Linked DNA regions of Mus musculus: region 1 is linked to region 2. A link is a contact called in public promoter capture Hi-C data. All regions are on one chromosome and are shown on one strand. Each heading gives the region's core, a stretch centred on a gene start, on an enhancer-like site or on the middle of the called end of the contact. The rest is flanking DNA. Distances are from core to core; before and after follow the strand shown. Region 1 holds the start of Atox1 (antioxidant 1 copper chaperone). Region 2 holds the start of Fnip1 (folliculin interacting protein 1).

The links. Capture Hi-C pulls out chosen DNA fragments and counts their contacts.
Region 1: a contact with region 2 is called in a promoter capture Hi-C map of liver, with 2.5 times the contacts expected there. The contact joins the promoter of Atox1 here to the promoter of Fnip1 in region 2. A contact is called at or near these places in 1 of 39 promoter capture datasets (pre-B cells), 1 of 484 Hi-C or Micro-C datasets (the G1E-ER4 cell line) and 2 of 9 other capture datasets (adipose tissue and liver).

Annotation. Positions count from the first base shown.
Region 1 is chr11:55,459,132-55,462,667 of GRCm38.p6, forward strand. It overlaps Atox1 (antioxidant 1 copper chaperone), which reads right to left and starts at 2,077. Exons shown (of 4, transcript NM_009720.3): 1 at 1,957-2,077. The coding sequence starts at 1,962.
Region 2 is chr11:54,435,582-54,439,441 of GRCm38.p6, forward strand. Fnip1 (folliculin interacting protein 1) reads left to right here and starts at 2,598. Exons shown (of 18, transcript NM_173753.4): 1 at 2,598-2,807. The coding sequence starts at 2,716. It overlaps LOC115487771 (a long non-coding RNA gene), which reads left to right and starts at 2,814. Exons shown (of 2, transcript XR_003949675.1): 1 at 2,814-3,326.

The sequences.
Region 1 (3,536 bases), core at 827-3,326, 1.0 Mb after region 2:
ATTGTTGTATTACTATATTATATATATTAATTACTTCAGAAAGCCAGTAAGTGGTATGATTCTTTTATAGACACTAGAACTGGAAGAGTGAGAATAGAGGGGGAGTAGGAGGGGGAGGAGAAAGAGGAAGAGGAGGACACTATTCCTCTAGAGGACGCTGAGTCTTTGAACACTGGTGTCTTAGAGTCCTGTTTACTAGTATCTGCACATCTCTGATGTGCCCGACTCTCTCACACCTTGTTACACTGTCTCCTTTATGTCTCCTTTAATCGCTACAATGATTCAAAAAGCCAGGAAACTCTACCTTGTGAGAGATCAGAAGGCTGAAGCTCCGGGGTTAAATACTGACCCCAGGAGACACAGCTCATGAGTAGGAAGGCCTAGGCTGGAGAGAGGACACAAGACTTGAACTTTTAACCAGTGAGACCCATGTTAAATTGGAGTGGAAGCCTGCCTACCCAGTTCTACCCCACTCGACCTACATCAACATAAGAGTCACTACTCCTTGGGGACAGATGGGTCACTAGCTGTGTTAAATATGATGATATAACTCCAGTTAATACCAACCTCAGTCCTGAAAGGTCTGTTTTCAGTCCTGATTTTACAGATGAGGAGACAAAGGCTCAGAGAGGCAGAACAACTTGCCTGAGGCTGCCCAGCTGGCAAGCCAAGGGCAAACTTTCAGGTTTCTGGGTTAAGCTTTGGTCTGCAAACTATCTTGGGTAAGACTTACTTCCCTGGCTAGATTGGAGGTAGCACTTGACCAATACCTCCCTGCACTTAGCAATTTGTCTTGATAAGGTGCCTGTTCATCTCCCATTAAATCCTGTGTCCCCAGAGGCAGACACAGAACAGAGAGGCCCTCAAGCTATTTTTTTCCTTCACTGCTGCCCTCTGAAGAGCAGCCGGGCAGCCTCCACTCTGGAATCCTGAGGTCACCAAGGAGTCTGTCACATGGACTAGCTTGACTGGCAGGATGGACTTTACCAAGTTTTTTTTTTTTTTTTGGTCTGTGCTTTGTGCAGACAGGGTCTGAAGACAATGGGCAGGAACCACAAGAATGACACCTGAGAGGTTTAAGGATTTGTACCAGGAAGAAGCCTCAGGTTCATTCCCAGAAGATAAGCTGCTAAAACACAGAATACTCCTGGGAGACCTCTGGGTTGAGAGGCACTGGGAGGAAAATGCTCTCCACTCCACAACTCTAGACCAGCATCTCCGGAACTCAGTTGAGATTAGAGCTTGCCCCCAAACAAGTACAACTGGTTTTGCCCAGCACTTCCCAGGTGGTCTGGCTCCATCTTGTATCCTACCTACCTAGCTAGCTCCCAACAATAAACGCTTTCCAGCAAGCACTGGGGTTTTTCTTCTCTTCTTGTGTAATGTGCCAAGGCCTCATGTAAGGCCTTCATTTTAAATTAAGCAATGAGACTAGAAGCCGCCATGCAAAGGAGTGGGGTGATTTCAAAGGCAAGATAAGCGCTGCTCTCGGCTCCTTAAACTCTGCTCTGAGCTTTGGGATTCCTGGTTGGGGAAGAAAGTACCCTGTCGGCCCAGTGCTGAAGTGGAAGCAGGGCAGTGTGGGCAGGAGAGATGAACAGAGACATGCTTCTCTGGAAAGCCTGCAGGCGGCAGGGTATGCATGTGGAAAGGCCAGGTACCCGCATTCCTATATGGGTTCTCTGCCCTACCTCCCTGCCTCAGTTTCCCCATTATGCAGAAAAGGATGGGGCTGCCTCTCGAAGACTCTCTAGGGCGATCCGGAGGCCTGTGTTCTGCACTACACTGCTCTCTGCAGCTTTCCGGAGGGTCCCGAAGCCGGAGGACCGTGCGGAAGGTAAACTGAGAAACGACTGCAGCTCTGGCCACGGCCTGCGCCCTGACAGCAGCGTCGGGCTCGGAAACAGTGCATCCGGGCTGGAGACAGAAGTTCCCGCGGGTCGAACGGCCACTTACCGGCATGACTGACGCGGCACACACGGGCAGTGGCAGCGGCGACGACGACTGGAACTCCTCTCCCGGACACCAAAGCTGCGCTTCCGGAGAGCGCTCCTGAAAGCCCCGCCCTCAGGCCAACCCATCCTTCGGCCAGGCCCCGCCCTAGGGCTGGGCTCCACTTATGCCCCGCCTCTTCCGGGGCTAGCTTCGTCAAGGCCCGGCCCTTTGAGGAAGGATCTGCTAAATTCCCTGTCCCTTCCGGTCCAGTTAGAGCTAGGTTCCTCCCTTGGGCTGGCCTCCTCTTGCTTACCGTGCCTTTCGATATGAATATTTCACTAGGTCCCGCCTCTCTTTTGGGTTAGGTCACGCCCCTCCGGACGCGGAAAGGCCAGGCTTTTTTGAGGTCAAGCTAAGGCTATCTTGTGGAGGCCAGACCTGCGTTTTCTGCTGGGTCATTTCTGAAACAGGGCTAGGGAATGCAAGGCCAAGGCTCTGGGAATAAAAGATCTGGCATCTCCCTAAAGGGACCATCTCTCTTGCTTACCACTCAACTCAGTCCCTAAACTACAGTGGCCTGACCTAGGGCGCCAGGCCTGTTGACCCGGATACTAACGTGGCTGAGGCAGAAGATTTCTGGGTTCAAGGCTTACTGCGGCTGCAAAGTTCAAGGGCATCCTGGACTTCTTGAGACCCTTTCCTGAAAAAACATATTAAAAAAGAAATCCAAATTTAAGGCACATAGTAGATAAATTCACAACTGTAATCCCAGTGCTTGAAAAGTTGAGGCAGAGCTGGGCCAGGTGGTGGTCATGCCTTCCTTCAATCCTGGCCCTCTGGAGGCAGAGGCAGGTGGATCTCTTAAGTTCAAAGCCAGCCTGGTCTACAGAGCAAGCTCCAGGGCTATGCAAAAAACAAACAAACAAACAAACAAACAAAACAAAACAAAAAACCCATGAGACTGCGTCCTTCCCACCCAATTATGGCAGCCCCAGTAAACCGAGTTACTGCATGGGTAACTGACACCCATGAAGAAGATTGGCTTCCTCAAGAGTGCCAGAAGGACCAACCGACTGGATCTATCTCCTCTACCAGCCATTTGTGTCCTTGAGCTGGAGGCTGAGAGGAGATCCCTAAACTAAGTAGGCAATCTGCCATTTTGTGTGTCAGGATGGGTTCAGTCTGAAACCATGCTATAATTTGAACATAAAAGTTATAAGAAGTTGGCTAACAGGGGAAAGCCTAAGAATCTAAGACTAGCTGGATGGGGTAAGGGTGGCACACATGTGTCTATAAACAAGCATTCCCGGGGCTGGCGAGATGGCTCAGTAATTAAGAGCGCGCCGACTGCTCTTCCAAAGGTCCCGAGTTCAAATCCCAGCAACCACATGGTGGCTCACGACCATCCGTAACGAAATCTGATGCCCTCTTCTGGGGTGTCTGAGGACAGCTACAGTGTACTTACATATAATAAATAAATAAATCTTAAAAAAAAAAAAAACAAGCATTCCCCCTACACTCCAGAGGCTGAGGCAGGGGATTTATGAATTGGAGGCCAGTCTGAGCCTCATGAGAACCTGTCTTAAATAAAATGAACTAAA
Region 2 (3,860 bases), core at 1,348-3,847:
GGTTACTGTATTCGGAAACTTCCTTCTGAGGGAACCTGGAAAGATTCATCTCTGTGCCAGCCATGGACAGCCTCTTGTCCTTAAGAATCTTTGCTCCAGTGTCCAGTAGAAGCGTGAGTCTGATTCTACTCACTTTTATCTAATGTGTATAAAAACAAGAAACGTCAGCAGCTCACACACTGACTTAGCAGATGTATGGGGTTTTTTTCCTATATTTAAAAATGTCACAAATATTTTCCTTGAAAAAAATTTCACTGTTCTATCACTGTGAAGAGACATCATGATCATGGGAACTGTTAGAAAATATTTAATTGGGAGCTTGCTTACAGTTTCAGAGGCTTAGTCCTTTATCATGGCTGGGATCATAGTGCATAGCAGGCATGGTGCTACATCTTTATCTGCAGGCAGAGAGAGAGAGAGGGAGAGAGAGAGAGAGAGAGAGAGAGAGAGAGAGAGAGAGAGCGCACTGGTCCTTGTGTGGCCTTTTTGAAACCTCAAAGCAAACTCCAGTGATACACTTTCTCCAACAAGGCCACACCTATTCTAAAAAGGCCACATCCCCTAATCCTTGTAATCCTTTCAAACAGTCCCACTCTCTGGTGACCAAGCATTCAAGAGTATGAACTTATGGGATCCATTTTTATTCAAACCACCATACCCAGGAACTTTTGAAATGAGCAGTTTACAAAGGACCTATGAATAAAATCTAACTATTGCACTACATTCTCAGAAAGACCTTCCTGTGACATAATTTCATTGTTTAGTTCATTAATTGCGTAACACTAATCACTTTCTGCAATTACCTTACCATTTACAGTCTTCTTGCTTATAAAATTAACTTTTCTGTTGTTAATGTTGATCCCCAGTATACAGAACTTAAATTTGTGCAATGAGCAAATTTATTTTTTGATTCCCTGTGTAGCCATGGCTGTCCTGAAGCTCACTCTGTAGACCAGGCTAGTCTCAAACTCACAGAGATCCACCCTCTTCTGCCTCCAGAGTGTTGAGATTAAGAGTGTATGCCACCACTGCTTGGCTGCAAATTCTCGTTTTAGTTATCTATAATTAGTGCTTTTTAAATGTCTTGTGTACTGGAGCGGTGGAGACAGGAGAGTGAACTGGAGACTTCTCCCTCCTCCTCCAACACCTTCAGAAGGCAGCTCTGGAGATGAAGTGCTTGCTGTGTGAACAAGAAGACCTGCATTCCATTCCCAGAATCTACTTCAAGGATGGGCAAAGGAATGCAAGGTTGTGATTCTTGTGCTGTCAAAGAAGATGAAGCAGAAAGGTCATCCTACACTACTTGGTGAGCTCCAGGCCAGCAAGAGACCCTGTCTCAATAAATATAAAAAAGTCTTGTAACATGAGACTTTGTAACATGTTGTAACAGCTCAACATGCTGACCAGTGATAAATTATTAACGATATAAAAATATCCTGCTAATTTTTCTTTTATTCTTTTGTTTTGTTTTCTTGTTTTGTTTTTTCGAGACAGGATCTTTCTGTGTAGCCCTGGCTGTCCTGGAACTCACTCTGTAGACCAGGCTGACCTTGAACTCAGAAATCTGCCTGCCTCTGCCTCCCAAGTACTGGGATTAAAGACGTGTGCCACCACTGCCCGGCATTTTTTCTTTTTCCCATGTAAATAAGGGCTACTTATTTATTTTTTTTCAACTGCAGATCAGCTGACAACTTCTTAAAGATTTGGTTCCTATGTCTAGCTAAGTGAAATTCTCAAGCGTCTTTGTCTACCCTTGCAAACATACACCAGTATTTCCCCACATTCATCCACATTTCTCAGAGAACTTCATTCCACTGTACGAAATCCCTCATCCTGGTAAACGGATGACGAATTTGATCTGAACACTGATGGTTTGATAAGACTGGAAGGATGTTCGTGAGCTGTATTTTCCGTTTTGAGAGCAGTCTTGCCATTTGGTAACAATGTTACAGTTCCTCCTTTCCTCATACCCAGATATTAAAGATATACAGCTTTGTTTCATGGAAGTTCTGATTGTCTCTCTTAGACATTTTGCTAAACTTCTTGTTTGGTGATGAGGATCAAACCCAGGGCCTCTAACTACTGAGCTCTTTAACCGCAGTCTTTCAAATTCTAAATACTTAGCATAAAGGGTTAGATATTTTTAGATAGATGTCTTTTTTTTTTTTTTTTTTTTTTTTTTTTTTTTACGGCTGCTTGCCTCTCTTGGTTTTGCTTGTGATCTTTTTGGTTACCAAGGAGATCGAGCCTGAGCCCCCAGTCGCTAGATCTTCCTAGAGACTAAGTGCGGGCGTCAATGGAAACCGCACCTCAAGTCACAGACCTAGGTCTCCTCCTAGAGCCCTAGCAGTTTGGGAGGGTCAGAGGCGGGCCTGGGTCCCAGAGGCTTTCTCTTGCCACCCAGCCGCGCGCGCCCTCGCACGCCCCGCCCCGTGAGAGGCCGCGTGACGGACCCGTGAGCCAGCCAATGGCAGGCGGCCCCGCCTCCCCACCCCCACCCCGCCCCCCGCTCAGTTTGCTGCCACGTGATACGGCTCGTCGCCAGCCAATCGCCGCGACCTCAATCTCGCGCTCCGCCCCGCGCGCCGTGGCCGTTTGAAGTGACTAATTTCTGTCATATGACTGAGGCGCCCATGGGGGTGGCGGGGTGGCGGTAGGAGCGGGGGGCCTCCTGCGAGCTCCCAGCCGAGCGACCCCAGTCTTGCGGCGGCCAGCATGGCCCCCACCCTGTTCCAGAAGCTCTTCAGCAAGCGGAGCGGATTAGGCGCGCCGGGACGAGACGCCCGCGACCCGGACTGCGCGTTCAGGTGAGGCGTCGCGGGCCCCCGAGGGGTCGCGGCCTCGGGCGGGGCGTGCGGTCCCCTGCCCTCTTCGCTAGGCTGTTTATGCCCCGCCCGCGCCACGCGCCGCGTCCCCAGCCCCAGCACGGCGGCCTCGGGAGGCTGTCGGTCCGCACGCTGCCCGGGCTGCGACCTCACCGCAGGCCTCCGGGGCCCGGCCGGGAGCTGCTGTCTCCCTGTGATCCGCAGCCCTCGGGTGGCTTTGTGCAGACTGTCGCGCGTTCGGCCAACCTGCGGAGCACTGAGGAGGCTGGAGGAGCGAGTGGGCAGGCTGGCGGTCTGTCAGGCTTCTTGGAAACTAAAATTGGAGCTGTGCAGTTCTCTTGCCGAGCGACCTTAGTGTTATCGAAGGAGAAATGCGAAACCGAAGTGGTTAGGGTTACTACTGACCAGACTCGAGGAGGACTTGCGGTAGAACTTACTGTCGAATTTTCTTTCCCTTCTTACACCTGTTACTGAAAAGGAGTTTCTTGCAAATGGAAAACGGTAGCTGTGTGTGTGTGTGTGTGTGTGTGTGTGTGTGTTTGTTTGTGATTGCATGCTTTGTTTCTTTCTGATTGCAGTACCTGTTGCTGGTACAGTAACTTTTTAGAATTGTCAGATATATAGAAGCTTAGCTCAATGGTTAAATTCAGCCGTGGAATTGTATTTGAAGAAGATATTGTTTTGTCTTCCATAATGCGCTATGGAAACTTTCGCATGTAACTAGGCCAAATGTCACATATCAGACAAACTTGGCTGTATGGCCGAGAACTCAGTTGTACAGTAATAGTAAAAGGGAAACAGTGTCAAATTTTGCAGCAAGCCCAAGTATCAGATGACTGCACTACATAAGTCTTAGAGGCTTTAATATTTTTCAAATTATCCACGCTGTCAATAATACAGATCCCATCAGGAAACAATGTGTGAGATTGAATATCAAATGGCAAGTAATTTAACTGATATTTAATGGGAGAAAAAGGTCAGTTACCGTTTTGGAAACAAGCTTAACAAAAGAATTTTCATGGCAGTGGCTTTTCT